2 separate regions of the Sus scrofa genome follow, and region 1 is linked to region 2. Evidence: chromatin contacts called from public Hi-C data. All regions are on one chromosome and are shown on one strand. The core of a region is the stretch at or near the end of the contact, and the rest is flanking DNA. Distances in the headings are between cores, read along the strand shown.

Region 1 (7,635 bases), core at 809-3,308, 53 kb after region 2:
CGCGCGCGCCCGACCGCCCGGGGCCGCTCGCCGCCGGGCTCCGCAGCCCGAGCCCAATAGCGATGGGAATGGGTCGGGCGCCACCAGGCCGCCGCCTCGGGCGCGATGAATCGGGCTTTTTTCCCAGTGCGTAGTCCGGGCCTGGTCGCCCTGAGCCCACGTCCGGTGCCGCGGCCCGGCCAGGCCCGAGCCGACCCGGGTGACTCAGGGCCGGGCCGCGCTCGCTCACCTCCCGCCCCCGGCGCCCTCTGCCCACGAGTCCCCCGGCTCCGCCGCCATACCTCCCGGCCGCGGCTCGGCCTCTCAGGCCTCGCCCGCCTCCTGCGCTCGGCTGCCGCGGCCCCAGTCACTGCGACACCGCGGCTCGGGGCCCGGCCTGCGCCCGCCGCCGCCACCTACCCCCTCGGCGCCGGACCCCCGACACTCACCCGTATTTCCCGGGTGCCTAAGTGGCTCCGGCTACGTTTCCACCTGGTCGCTGGGCCGGGCCCCGGTTAAATCCCCGTCCCGCCAAGGTCTGGCCGCGTCCCTCAGCCGCCGGGGCTGCCCCGCCTGGAGCTGCGTGCGACACGGCTCCCGCCTCCTCCTCCTCCCCTGCTCGCCCGCCGGCCCTCCTCCTCCTCCTCCTCCTCCTCCTCCCGCCGCCGCCGCCGCCGCCGCCGCCGCCTGCACCACGCAACCTCCGCCCTCTCGCCTTTCCTCCGCCGCTCCCCGCCCTCCCGGCCTCACCGGCTCCGGCTCCCGCGGGCGTGAAGCTGGTGGGGGAGGGCCGGAACGCACCGCCATCGCGTCCGGGGCGGGGGAGCCGGGAAACCGTCGCCGCCATCTCCCCACCAGCCCGCGGCACGGGAGGGGCCCGGAAACCTCCCGCCCGCCGTGGCCCTGGCCCCAGGGCCCCCGACGCCGCTGAGGCCCCGCTCGCCTGGCTGGTCCCTACCTGAAGCCCGCGGTCCTTGGCTCTGAAACCCCACGCCATCCCCGGCCGAGCGCACCGGATCCGCCTCCAGGTTTTACAGCCTCCCTCGCCTTCGGGCCGCCTCTAAGGACCCGGCTTCCCGCCACTTCGGGCCGAACGAGGAGGGGTCACCTTCTGAGGTTGGGGGCGCCAGCCTAGGAAGAAGCCGCCCCAAAACTCCCTGGAGGAGAGGGTCTCACACACCCCCTCCTGCGCGCACACTCACCCTGAACCCTGAACCGACACGGAACACAACGACACCCGGTGGATCTGCCTCCCCAGCCGGGGGAATAACCAAAAGCCAGATCCCGACCGGCTGATGAAGTCGAGGATGGGCGAGGGGCCCTTGAAAAGAAAAACGTGTGGTCCATTCTCAGCCCCAAGACACCTGCGGGCCTCGGCACCAGAGCCCCGGCTCCCCGGCGCCTCTCTAAAATCGTTTCTGAAATCAAACCAATCCAGCTTTCCTCCACAAACTCTTTAACCAACTCCTTTTTAGGCAAAGGGCTGATAAAGATTCGCTTTACCATTAATCTCTGTAAAGACAAATCAAGAATGGAATTTAAGCTTTTCCATATATGTGGATGCGATGAGGCGTGACTGCAGAATAACATTGTTTTCACGTGAGTCCTGGAGTAGTTCACCGCAGTCAAGTGAAATTAACTCACAATTGGGTCCTTGAACTGCACATTTTTGCAGCACAAATAGCCACCTGGCTTCCTATGATGACCTAGGTGACAAAAGGCGGGCTTGGAGGGGCTTCTGCTGGAATGATGTGGTTTACATACCAGAGGGCCCACGACTTCCATGAACAAGCAAGGAAGAATTTCAAATTACCTGGGCAAAAAACTTGATGAACATAACTTCCTGTTTTGCTCCAAATGAAAACAGGAGAAGATTTTAGTATCACCGTGGGGTGGAAATCCTAGGCCCAGAGTAGAGGGCTGCCCCCATAATCTACGCTGTCTCCTGAGGAATACAGGTTTCTCTTAGAATATCCCATAGTATTTGTTTCCTTCTATTGAAATGTGGTCACTTGTCAACATTTGTTAAGTACCTTTAGAAGTAAGGCATTGGTCTGTACTTGTCACTAAAGTATATGATCTCAATCTATGCAATGATTTTTAAATTGTTGGTTTACATCCTACACTTCTAGATATTTAAAAGAAACAGGTGTAGGAGGAGTTCCCATTTTAGCGCAGTGATTAATGAATCCGACTAGGAACCATGAGGTTGCGGGTTTGATCCCTGGCCTTGCTCAGTGGGTTAAGGATCTGGCGTTGCCATGAGCTGTGGTGTAGGTCACAAATGTGGCTCAGATCCCGCATTGCTGTGGCTCTGGCGTAGGCCAGTGTCTACAGCTCGGATTAGACCCCTAGGCTGGGAACCTCAGTATGCCATGGGAAGTGGCCCTGGAAAAGACCAAAAAAGAAGAAGAAACAGGTGTATTTTGCAATTTTTTTGTGGGCACATGGTAAAATTGAAGGTAGAAATGGAAGGCTTGTCCCTGTGGACAGTGCTTTCCACTGTATATATATGGCTTCTCTTACTTGTTCCCCATAATGGAACCTGTATTTTCCTCAAACAACAAGGTATCTCATCTCCATCTTCCCTAAACTGTCCTCTCCCTTCTCACCATTCAACATGGTCTTCTTGTCTGTGCCTTCCCATAGCTAATACAAGAACGGAGTGGGTCAGCTTTCCCTTTACTGTTTGTTTCTTTCAACCTCTCCCCCCCCTTTTTTTTTCCAGCCGCACCCATGGCATATAGAAGTTCCTGGGCCAGGGATAGAACTAGAGCCACAGTAGTGACCACACCAGATCCTTAACCTGCTGTGCCACAAGAGAACCCTACTGAATTACTACCTCACTTTTCCCTGAATGGAAGGATTTAGTTCACCTATAACCATCCTCTCCAATTCTCACTGCCTTAATTCCTGCTTCTTCCTTCTAGCTTTTACTCGCCACTCATCTGCACTGTTACTGACAGCTCTTAGACTATGTCATTCATTGACTTTTATGTCCACCTCACAACCAGGTAGCATCTATACCACTTCTCAGACATATCAGGCAATTTGCTCCAAATCATTAAGCTTGATGAGGGGCGTAACCTAAGCCAGTAACTCCCAAGTATGTGCAGATCCACTCCTTTATTATGTTTCCCACACCTGTATTGTTTTTACCTTTATTTTTTTTAATTTTAAATTTTTGTCTTTTTTGTCTTTTCTAGGGCCACACCTGCGGCATATGGAGATTCCAATCGGAGCTGTTGCTACTGGCCTATACCAGAGCCACAGCAACTCGGGGTCGGAGCCCAATCTGTGATCTACACCACAGCTTACGTCAACACCAGATCCTTAACCCATTAAGCAAGGCCAGGGATCGAACCCACAACCTCATGGTTCCTAGTCAGACTCGTTAACCACTGCGCCACAACGGGAACTCCTGTTTTTACCTTTAAATAGTTTGCCTGGTTCTGATCTCTGCTCTATCCTTCCAGCCTGCACAGTGACTAACCACTGATGATTCTTTCCAAATGATGCTATCCTTTCAAACTTTTCAGTGGCTCCCCACTGTTTACTTATTTACTTATTTATTTTTGTCTTTTTTATAACTGTACCCGCGGCATATGGAAGTTCCTAGGCTAGAGGTCGAATTAGAGTTACAACTGCTGGCCTATGCCACAGCCACAGCAACGCAGGATCCGAGCCACAGGTGCAACCTATACCACAGCTCATGGCAACACTGGATCCTTAACCCAATGATCGAGGCCAGGGATCGAACCTGTATCCTCATGGATACTAGTTGGATTACACACTGCTGAGCCACAATGGGAGGGAACTCTGGCTCCCCACTGTTTAGAGGGTTCAGTCCAAACTCTGACCTGGCACTTAAGGCACATAATCCTGTCCTAACTTTTCCAATGTGTTTCCAGCCAGTTGGCAAAAGGAACTCTCAACTTCATTCCATCCTGTTGATTCTACTGTTGGTCCACAAATATCAGCCTTGAATCACCATTTATGAATGCTTGCTTCCATTTTTTCCTTCAACAAATAGAAAGTCTCTCCCCTTTTCCTACATCTGCAAATCATCCTCCTTTTTCATATCCAGCTCACATCCACTTCCAGGAAAGCCTCCTTTGCACCTTCTACGCAGGCTTTCATGATCTCTGATTGCTAACTTCTTACAAGTGCCTTTAAGCTAAGTGGTCTGTGCCTTGGTCAGACACTACTTCCTGATGTTCCCCAGGCCCCTCCAGCATTGTGCCTGAAGGACACTGCAGAGGATTCAAAAATAATTGTTTATTAATCAGATTTGAAAGGGTCATGTGTCACTTCATGAGCCATATGTGGTATTGCTTCTAAGACATGAGGAAGACTAGCCATCCACTGCAAAGTAAATTCATTTAATAGGATAGTTCCCAAAACTGTCTTTGCTTCAGAATCACCTGGGGATTTGAATACTGATTCCAGACCTACTGAGTCAAAATTGAGTGGGAAGGGGAAGGGAGGAAATTTGAAACTGCCAGAGTTTCTACCCTGGCTTTACTACTTATTATCTGAATAACTTTGTTTTATTATTTTATTTATTATTTATTTGCTTTTTAGGGCCGCACCTGCGGCATATGGAGACTCCCAGGATAGGGGTCTAATTGGAGCTACAGCTGCCGGCCTATACCACAACCACAGAAACACCAGATCCAAGCCACATCTGTGACCTACACCACAGCTCATGGCAATGCCAGATCCTTTACCCACTGAGCAAGGCCAGGGATCAAACCTGCAACCTCATGGTTCCTAGTCAGATTCTTTTCTACTGCACCACAACAGAAACCCATATCTGAATAACTTTGAACAAGTTATTAATTTCTCTGTGCTCAACATTTTTTTTTTTAAAAAACAGCCACACCTGAGGCCTATGGAAGTTCCTGGGCTAGGAATGGAATCAGAGCTGCAGCTGAGGCCTACACCACAGCCAGGACAACACCAGATGTGCTCAGTTCTTCAGCTATGAAAGGGGGATGATAATAGTGTCTCATAGGAGTTTGTTATAAACACTTAACAAACATTACCTAAAATAGATAATCAACAAGAACCTACTATATATAGCACAGGGAACTCTACTCAATATTCTGTAATAACCTACATGGGAAAAGAATCTGAAAAAGGGAGTTCCCGTCGTGGTGCAGTGGTTAACGAATCCGACTAGGAACCATGAGGTTGCGGGTTCGGTCCCTGCGCTTGCTCAGTGGGTTAATGATCTGGCGTTGCCGTGAGCTGTGGTGTAGGTTGCAGGCGCGGCTCGGATCCCATGCTGCTGTGGCTCTGGCGTAGGCTGGTGGCTACAGCTCCGACTGGACCCCTAGCCTTGGAATCTCCATATGCCGCAGGCGGCCCAAGAAATGGCAAAAAGACAAAAAAAGACAAAAAAAAAAAAAAAAAGAATCTTAAAAAGAATGTATATATGTATATGTATAACTGCATCACTTTGCTGTACACCTGAAACTAACCAACACTGTAAATCAACTATACTCCAGTATAAAATAAAAATTAAATTAAAAAACAAACAAAAAACCCCCAAACATTCCCAAGATGATGATGGCAGTGATAGTGATGACATAACCGGCCAGGGCCAGTCTGGAAACCTGAGTTTAGGAACCACTGATTTAAAGAACTACACCTTCCTATGTTAAAGTTTCAAGTGTTATGATCTTAAAATTTCTTTTTTTGCTTTTTTAGGGCCACATCTAATGCATATGGAGGCTCCTAGGCTAGGAATCAAATCAGAGCTACAGCTGTTGGCCTTGCCACAGCCACGTCTGCAACCTACACCATAGCTCATGGCAACGCTGGATCCTTAACCCACTGAGCGAGGCCAGGCATTGAACCCTCAACTTCATGGTTCCTAGTCATATTCATTTCTGCTGCCCCATGACGGGAACTCCATGGTCTTAAAATTTCTGGTATTAGCATTATGACATCTTACATAAATCTTATTTGTTTTAAAGTAGTGTATTTTAAGGAAGAGGAGCTAAGTAAACAGATTTTTTTTCATAAATCTGTTTAATTCGAATCATGAAATATTCTTTATGTCTGACTTTTAAAAAAAACTAGTTTCGCTTAGGAAAATAGTGATACATGAATTCAAATTAAATACAATAATCCAACCAGCTTAATATTCAAAGGAAGTAAGCAGGAAAGAGATGAAATAACACATGATTTCTTCCACGTAGGGCAATGAGTCATAAGTTTTTTTTGAAGAAGCATGTTTTTAATCTTCTACTTTAATTCATTAGGAAAAAATTCATAGCTCAGGTTAGTCCATCAAATGCCATACAAACAATATTTTAATGATATTAAATGTAACTAGCCATAAAAATAGGAAGCAGAAATTTACTTAACTAAAGTCATAAAGTAAATAAGTCTGAATGAGGAACACGGAATGGGTAGCCTAACCTTCTCAACCCTTGACTTATAAATGGCCCATACAAACAAATACACAGAGGCCTTATTTTTATTGCCTGGAATTGCACCAAAGATTCCTAGTATCCCCCCCTTTTTTTTTTTTTTTTTTTTTTTTGCTTTTTAGGGCCACACTCTTGGCATATGGAGGTTCCCAGGCTAGGGGTCAAATTGGAGCTGTAGCAGCTGGCCTATGCCACAGCCACAGCAATGAAGGATCCAAGCCACGTCTAAGACCTACACCACAGCTCACAGCAAGCCCGGATCCTTAACCCACTAAGCAAGGCCAGGGATTGAACCTGCATTCTCATGGATGCTAGTCAGAATCATTAACTGCTGAGCCACGACTGAAACTCCCCTAGTATCCTCTCTTAAGGACTCAAATAGCTTGGGGAAAGTAACAAAACTTGAGGGTCATTCACACATCAGCATTAACTGGTTTTATCAGGTTGCCTCCTTTCTAACCCTAAAGAAAGGAAAGTTTGGGGCAAATCAAGTTGAGGAAAAACACTGAGTGCTTCATCCCAGGCTGAAGCCTTGGGGGTCTGAGGTTCTGGTGAGAAGGGCCATAAGCAAAAGAAGGAAATGAAGAAAGGAAGAAAGGAAATGGAAGTACCTTTAAAAATCTAAGTTGTCCAGGAGTTCCCATAGTGGCTTAGCGGGTTAAGGACCTAACATTGTGTCTGTGAGGATGCAGGTTCCGATCCCTGGCCTGGCTCAGTGGGTTTAGGATCCAGCCTTGCCACAAGCTGCAGTGTAGTTTGCAAAAGTGGCTCCAATCCAGTGTTGCTGTGGCTGTGGTGTAGGCCATAGCTGCAGCTCCGATTTGACTCTTGGCCCGGGAACTTCCATTTGCCACAGGCACAGCCATAAAAAAAAAAAAAAAAAAAAATATATATATATATATATATATATATATATATAACCTGTCCAGTTCCAAATTTTGCATGTTAAGAGTCCTAGGCCTCTTTTTCTGGGGACCCATAAGACAACATTGTTGTAAGGTAGTCATGAGTTAAATAAGCTTTTGAGGTCTGACCTGGGGAACTGAACCCCATCATAACATACTATTTGGTTGGACCATGTGAAATTGGAACTCATTTTCAAATGATTCAAACTTGCCTGCATGAGGAAATTACTGAGTTTCAGAAAACTGTCCTAAAATCTCTTTCTCCAGGAGTTTTCTAATGACCTTCCACACCTCGACTCAGCCCCACA
Region 2 (7,406 bases), core at 2,833-5,332:
CCCATCCCCAGAATTTCTAATTAAAAAAGTCTAGGCTGGGGCCCAATCATTTGAATTTCTAACAAATTCCCAGGTAACAACTGAGCTGCAAGTTTGGGGACCATACTTTGAAAACCAACGGGACTAGCAAAATCCTCCTTGACTCAGACACCTATTAAAGAAGGCAATTTAACAATTCAAATTTTGCCTTTCCAAAATCCATTTCTGTGCAGTCTTTGAATTCTCTAAGTACCATTACTTAACATTACTTTGTAAAGTGAATGGGTAGAATCGAATTTCACATCCCAGCGTCCTCCCTGGAGCAGTTTCCCAGACTCCTGAAGACTCTGGAAGGCTGATCACTGAGGCCTGAGCCCCAAGTGAGGGTCCTAATTTGCCTCTGCTGCTGGGATGCAGGACTGGCCCTGCTCAAGGGACAGTTCCAGGCTCAGCCTGACAGTTGGTCAAATAACAGGAGAATTTTTTTTTTTTTTTTTTAAGGTAAATGCAGGGAGTTCCCATTGTGGCTCAGTGGTAGTGAACCTGACTAGTATCCATGGCCTCCTTCAGAGGGTTAAGAATCCGACATTGCCGTGAGCTCTGGTGTAAGTTGAAGACATGGCTTGGATCCCACACTGCTGTGGCTGTGGCGTAGGGCGGCAGTTGCAGCTCCAATTCAACCCCTAGCCAGAGAACTTCTACATGCTCAGGTGCAGCCCTAAAAGGGAAAAAGAAAAAAAGGTAAATGTAGAAGCATGCAGGCTATATTCAGAACTCCAATGTATTGTCCTTCTCCTTTCTTGCCACAAAATATCTGTGGGTTATTCATGATAAATTAAAAAAAACGGCAATTCGCTTACTGAAAATTGCTTAACATTTGCCTAGATCCCCTCTGGGAAGGCTGATGAATCACTAAGAAAACACATTTGAAAGGTGTATAGAGGCGTTCCTGCTGTGGCGCAGTGGAAATGAACCTGACTAGCATCCATGAGGATGCAGGTTCGATCCCTGGCCTCACTCAGTGGGTTAAGGACCCAGAGTTGCTGTGAGCTGTGGTGTAGGTCGCAGATGTGGCTTGGATCTGGCATTGCTGTGGTGTAGGCCAGCAGCTGTAGCTCCAATTCAAGCCCTAGCCTGGGAACCTCCGTATGCTACAGGTGCGGCCCTCAAAAGACAAAGAGAGACAAAAAATAAAGAAAGGTGTGTAGAAAACCTTACAGAATAGATTTCATAGATTCCTTTCCGTCCTTCGTCGCATTCGCGGCGAACCCAATGTCTATTGAGGTAGGCACAAATCCCATTCAGCACTTTGCTTGAAAATCGGTAATCTTCCCACTGCTGAGTGTAGAACTTCAGTACACTCTCATCCATCAGATCTTCTCCGTCCTAAAAGCAAGAGAACTACAGCTTTAAGATGAAGAGCTTGTCATGTGATAAATTAAAGCTAAACATTCAATGAAACATCCACTGCAGTAACATACACCGAAGGGTATGGTTTTAGATGACTTCTTTAAATGATTCTGTACGGGCTCATTTCTATAAATTCTCCAAAGAATGTAGTTCATGAGAATTAGACTAAAGAGAAGTTTAACAAAAATTCTTTTATCTCAAACTGGAATTTTTCATGGTATTAAATATATAGATTAAAAAAAAAAAAGACTGACCCTTTAGAAGGTGAGGGTAATTCCTTTATATTAACAAGGAAATTACCTCAACCACCCTGATTTTTATTTTTTCTATTAAAAAATTTAAATCTCCAATAAACAACTGAGATCTTAGGGCGAAAACTATTCAATCTTTCAATGCATTTCTGCCTTCATTAAATTTACTTAAAAATTCTAAAAATCTAGAGCTTTTCATTGTAATCTCTTGCATTTTTGTAAAAATAACAATATACAGTATAATGGTACAAATGTTTCTCCTTTAACAAGTCCTCACAAGAAAAACATTCATTTACCAAAATTATTTTCACTGAATTTCTACAACCTAAACAGCAATTTTTTACTTGAAGAAAATGAACCTGAAGCTTCTTCTCAGGAATTAATGACATCTACAAAGTGAAGCCTTACCGTTCAAAAAGGGAGCATTAAATTGCACTGTCAGTAAAATGTGCTGGAGCAGAACACTCCAGGGGAACCTGGGAGGGAGAAGCTTCCTCCAGTGAACTAAGGGCCTGGGGCAGCCCCCAACTTCCCTCAGCCTCAGGGCCTTCAACTAGCAGAACAAAAAGCTCCACAGAACCGAAGGTCCATAAACACACAGTGTACAAGCGATCCAGTGAGCTCCATGAAAACCTGACCATACTTCATACAACCAAATTTTCGTTCATTTAAATTTAAATAAGAAATGAACCCCCACATGTAAAGCTAAGCTCTTCTGGATTATAGTATACGATCTTTTTAAATACAAAAATAGGGAGTTTCCGTTGTGGCGCAGTGGTTAACGAATCCGACTAGGAACCACGGTCCCTGCCCTTGCTCAGTGGGTTAACAACGATCCGGTGTTGCCGTGAGCTGTGGTGTAGGTTGCAGACGCGGCTCGGATCCCGAGTTGCTGTGGCTCTGGCGTAGGCTGGTGGCTACAGCTCCGATTCAACCCCTAGCCTGGGAACCTCCATATGCCGTGAGAGCGGCCCAAGAAATAGCAACAACAAAAAAAAAGACAATACAAAAATAGTATCACTGATAGCATGGCTATCAGTACCCAACATGGTATATCCCTCAGTTCCTCCTGTCTAATACTAAAGATAACTGGAGTTCCTGTCGTGGCTCAGCAGAAACAAATCTGACTAATATCCATGAGGAAACAGGTTCAATCCCTGGCCTCGCTCAGTGGATTAAGGATCTGGCTTTGCTGTGGCTGTGGGGTAGGCTGGCAGCTGTAGCTCCAATTTAACCCCTAGCCTGGGAACTTCCATATGCTGCGGGTGTAGCCCTAAAAAAAGACCAAAAAACAAAAAAACCCTAGAGATAATTGATTCCAGTGTCCACTTAACAAAGTGCTGTGACTCAAAGCAAGAAGGACACAGTGGCCTCAGCAAGGCATTACAAGCACACTGTTTAGAGAACGTGAAAATACTCTTGTTCCTAATTTGTAGTCAGTCAACTATTGTCTGTCAGGATGATGTTAGGTTTCTAGGTACCTTGCAAATATTAAGAAAAACAATTTTGGAGCATGCTGAAGCTGCCTGTTATCTATATAAATCAATAATCTTTAAAATATATACACAGAGAGTGCAGACTTCCCAGGGCAGAGTGCACAGATGTCTTCACACGCTCCACAGTGTGTATAGCACCAGGAAGAGCCACCTGCCCCTCCTGTGTTTAGATGGAAGGTACCACATTGCCTTTGCTACAGAGGATGGAGTCTGAGGAAGAAAAAGGCGGAAGATGAAGGGGAAGAACTCTATCACTGCCCGAGCAAAAGGAAGGAGTGAGCAGTGGCCCATCCTAGCCAAAGGCACAATCACACTGCAGTTCTGACCATACCACATGACCATGTGTAAAGACAAAACCACACCAGAAATGTGATTACCCAAATCTGAATCTTTGCAGTCATTTACATGTCTTGATGCAGAATAGCACGCTGGCTTCAAATTACAACATAGGTAATTTGAATTCATAATTACATGCTTTAAAAAGTTCACCAATATCTAACAGCCAAATACCAAGTGGTTAGTAATTTAAGGACAATACTATATGGCATAGGGCCATCAAAAACTTCCAATTTAACAAATTAAAGAACAGAATATGGCTTACGAAGATTTCATCTTCATAATAAGTAATTGACTAAGCAACAGCAAAGATCTTCAGGCACTTGTCAATGCCAAAATGCCAATGACAGTCAATGCCAAATGACAGTGAAAGACTATATTTAACTTAGAATCACTATTTCATTTTTTAAAAACATTCTATTATAAATGCTCAGTATATATGCAAAACTTCTTACCTTAAGAAGATTTGTCAAGTAATTCTTCAAAAATTCTTTAAGTCGTTTGTATAATTCCAAGCCAACAAACTGAGCTCCTCCAGGCGTCTGTCCTTTTTTTGATTTAGAAGGAGGGACACCAGCACCTCGTGCTTGGTTTGACTGGTGAACACTTGTGCAGTAGTTATAAACATGACTTGGAGAAAAGTCAAGGACATCAACATGTATCATCAATGTCCAACAGTGACTAATGTGACCCTAATTTTACAAGACATTTTAGTATCAATGTTTCCCATGTATCAGCATAAACCTGTTACGCTAGAGTGGAAAAAAGATCGCATTCACACCCCAATAAAGCTAAAACTCAGCCGGCTGAGGAGGAGGACAGAAAGTTCTGGAAGAAGACTGCCAAGAAAACTCTGGATCTCTAGATTACCTAATGCCATTACTTGTGGGAAACTGTCTCGGGAGAGAAGGTAAGAAAAGAACTGGCAAATGGTACAAAGGAAAGTTTGCAAATGAAAAGAAAAAAGCAATTATCTACTTCAGGAAAAACAAAAAGCTATAACCACAGTCTATTATAATGCTTAGCTATATGACTATTTCTAGAATCAAACATGACAAAAATAAACAAAACATGATTTTAAATCATTTGTAAATGAATTTTTTAAAAGTTACACTGAAAATGAAACATGAAAAGCGAGGACATGTCAGGGCAAGAGATCAAATCCTAGACTAGGGCAGAGAAGTCACGGAGGCCCGAAGCTGATGAATCACAAAAGCACACTGGCCACACACTATGGAGAGCAACAGAAATGTGCGTTCTATTTTGTTATAAACTTTAATACTATTTCAGTTTATCTGCATGTACTTTACGTAGACAAAAGTAACAGAAACACCAATACTGAATCAGAAAGAAAAATCATGACAAAGAATATTCTGGTATATTTAAGAACTTCCTATATAAAGACTATTTCAACTCGATAGATTACTGAATAAGTGGTATTAGGGCAGGAGGAGATTTCAAAAAAATTCCATATTCCAAAATATTATAAATGGATTGAAAATTAAAATATACAAACTGAAACCATAAAGCAAGGGAAATACACATGAACACACTTTATCTGAGGTCTGGAGAAGGCCTTTCTAAGCAATAAACACTTCATCTGACATTTTGCAAGTATTTCAGTAAGAAATATCTTAAAGTTACTATCATTACTAAATTAAGGTAATTTAAAACAAAGTGAAAAAAAAAAATCTCTAAAGAAACATAATTATTCCAACAGAAAATCCAAAAGCTAGAAGTATTAGAAGCCGAAAACCTTTAAAAAAAAAAAAAATCCCTTAAGCTCATTGGTAATCAAAGAACTATGCTATAAAACGTTTTATTAAGCATTTCCAATGTAGAGAGAATCATGGATTACAATGTACACAAACTCTCTCAAACTCATGACCCAGTTTGAATGAATTTTACTGTATTTTCACGCTTGTCTCATTCCATCCAGATCCCCCCTCAACGCTCTAGGAAATGAAACGGTACCGAGTATAACACACAGGACACACTCCTCCTTTCCCCTGGGGCAGTGTCCCTGTGTTTGGGGTACAGCATTCCCTGAGTGCTTCATATTTTACTGTGGAACTACATATGAAATCAAAACTGCATGTTTTTAAAGTTTAGCTAACACAAATGGTAACATGCACGTTTGGTTCTGCCACTTGTCTCATTTCACATCTGAGACAGCTGCAGCCATGTGTAATGTACACATGCTACCATATAATGTTGTAATTGTTTACCCTCGCACTTGTTGATAGATCCTGAGGATGATCTTTTGGCAAGTCTCAATTTTTGGCATGATTTTATAAGTATTTTCTTTTCAACCTGATTTTCATATTGATACATCTAATCCATTTTGAGTAAAACTCTATGTAATGAGGAAGAAAAGTAATTTCACATTTCTCTGCCTAGACCACCAACGGTTCACACACCACATATTAAACGGTTGATCTTCACTTCTCCAAAGAGATACCAATGACCAACAGGCACAAGAAAAGATGTCTAACACTGCTTCTTACTGGAGAAACGCAATCAAAACTACAATGAGGTATCAACTCCCCAACAGTCAGAATGGCCATCATTAATACGTCTACATATAACAAATGCTGGAAAGAATGTGAAGAAAAGGAAACCCTCCTGAAATGCTGCTGGAGTATAACTTGATGTAGCCACCGTGGAAAACAGTGTGGAGGCTCCACAGTAAGCTAAAGAGAGTTGCCATATGATCCAGGAATCCCACTCCTGGGCATATACCTGAAGAAAACTCTAATTTGAAAAGATGCATACACCCACCACGTTCATAGCAACACTATTCACAATAGCCAAGACATGGAAACAACCAAAGTGTCCAATGACAGATGAATGGATAAGGAGGATAAGCAAAGGAGTATTACTCAACTATAAAAAAAGATGGAAATAATGCCATTTGCAGCAATATGGATGGACCTAGGGGTTATCATACGAGAAAAGTCAGTCAGGAGTTCCCATTGTGGTGCAGCAGAAACAAACCCGACTAAGCACCATGAGGTTGCACGTTTGATCCCTGGCCTCACTCAGTGGGTTAACAATCTGGCATTGCCGTGAGCTGTGGTGTAGGTCACAGACGCAGCTCAGGTTTGGCATTGCTGTGGCTGTGGTGTACGCTCGTGGCTACAGCTGTGATTTGATCCCTACACTGGGAACCTCCATATGCCTCGAGTGCAGCCTTAAAAAGACCAAAAAAAAAAAAAGTCAGTCAGAAAGATAAAGACAAATACCATACAGTATCACTTATGTACAGAATCTAAGATGATACATATGGGATTTGTCATTGCCACGAGCTGTGGTGTAGGTTGCAGACATGGCTCGGATCCTGCATTGCTGTGGCATAAGCCAGCTGCTGCAGCTCCTATTCAACCCCTAGCCTGAGAACCTCTGTATGCCGCAGGAGTGGCCCTAAAAAAAAAAAAAAAAAAAAAAAAAGTACATATGAACTTATTTACAAAAGAGACTCAAAAACAAAACAAATTTATGAATACCAAAGAGGAAAGGGGTTAGCAGAGGTATAAATTAGGAGTTTGGGATAAGCAGATACAAATTACTATATATAAAATAGTAAACACACACACACACACACAAACGGAATCACTTTGCTATACACCAGAAAGTAACACAACACTGCAAATCAACTATATTTCAATTGAGGGGGGGAAAAAAAAGCATGAACAACAAGGTCCTACTCTACAGCACAGGGAACTATATCCAACATTCTGTAACCAACAATAATGGAAAAGAATATGGAAAAAGTATATATATATAAACAATATATACATTGTTTATAGCTCAAAGAGCAAAGCTACATTCCATTGGGAAGTTGATCTCTGCTTTTGGGTGTTTTGTACCACCCGAAAAAAATATATATATATTTACACAACAGTACAAATGAACGATATAATTAAAATAAGTC

What was found. A called contact is a pair of places that touch in the nucleus more often than the background predicts.
Region 1: a contact with region 2 is called in a Hi-C map of skeletal muscle, with 1.6 times the contacts expected there. The contact joins the promoter of CUL1 here to the enhancer-like site in region 2. A contact is called at or near these places in 1 of 5 promoter capture datasets (liver), 2 of 47 Hi-C or Micro-C datasets (liver and skeletal muscle) and 1 of 2 datasets of contacts at active chromatin or transcription factors (alveolar macrophages).

The regions. Positions count from the first base shown.
Region 1 is chr9:109,557,056-109,564,690 of Sscrofa11.1, forward strand. CUL1 (cullin-1) reads right to left here and starts at 2,059. Exons shown (of 22, transcript XM_021063586.1): 1 at 1,182-2,059.
Region 2 is chr9:109,502,314-109,509,719 of Sscrofa11.1, forward strand. It overlaps CUL1 (cullin-1), which reads right to left. Exons shown (of 22, transcript XM_021063586.1): 3 at 3,928-4,102; 4 at 1,198-1,365. Among named protein-coding and RNA genes, the nearest start is that of CUL1, 53 kb to the right of the region's middle. Within about 2 kb of position 4,083, at least 4 of the 83 cell types and tissues checked have an H3K27ac peak or open chromatin away from gene starts, as enhancers often do. A contact at or near this core is called in alveolar macrophages and skeletal muscle, where this site is marked.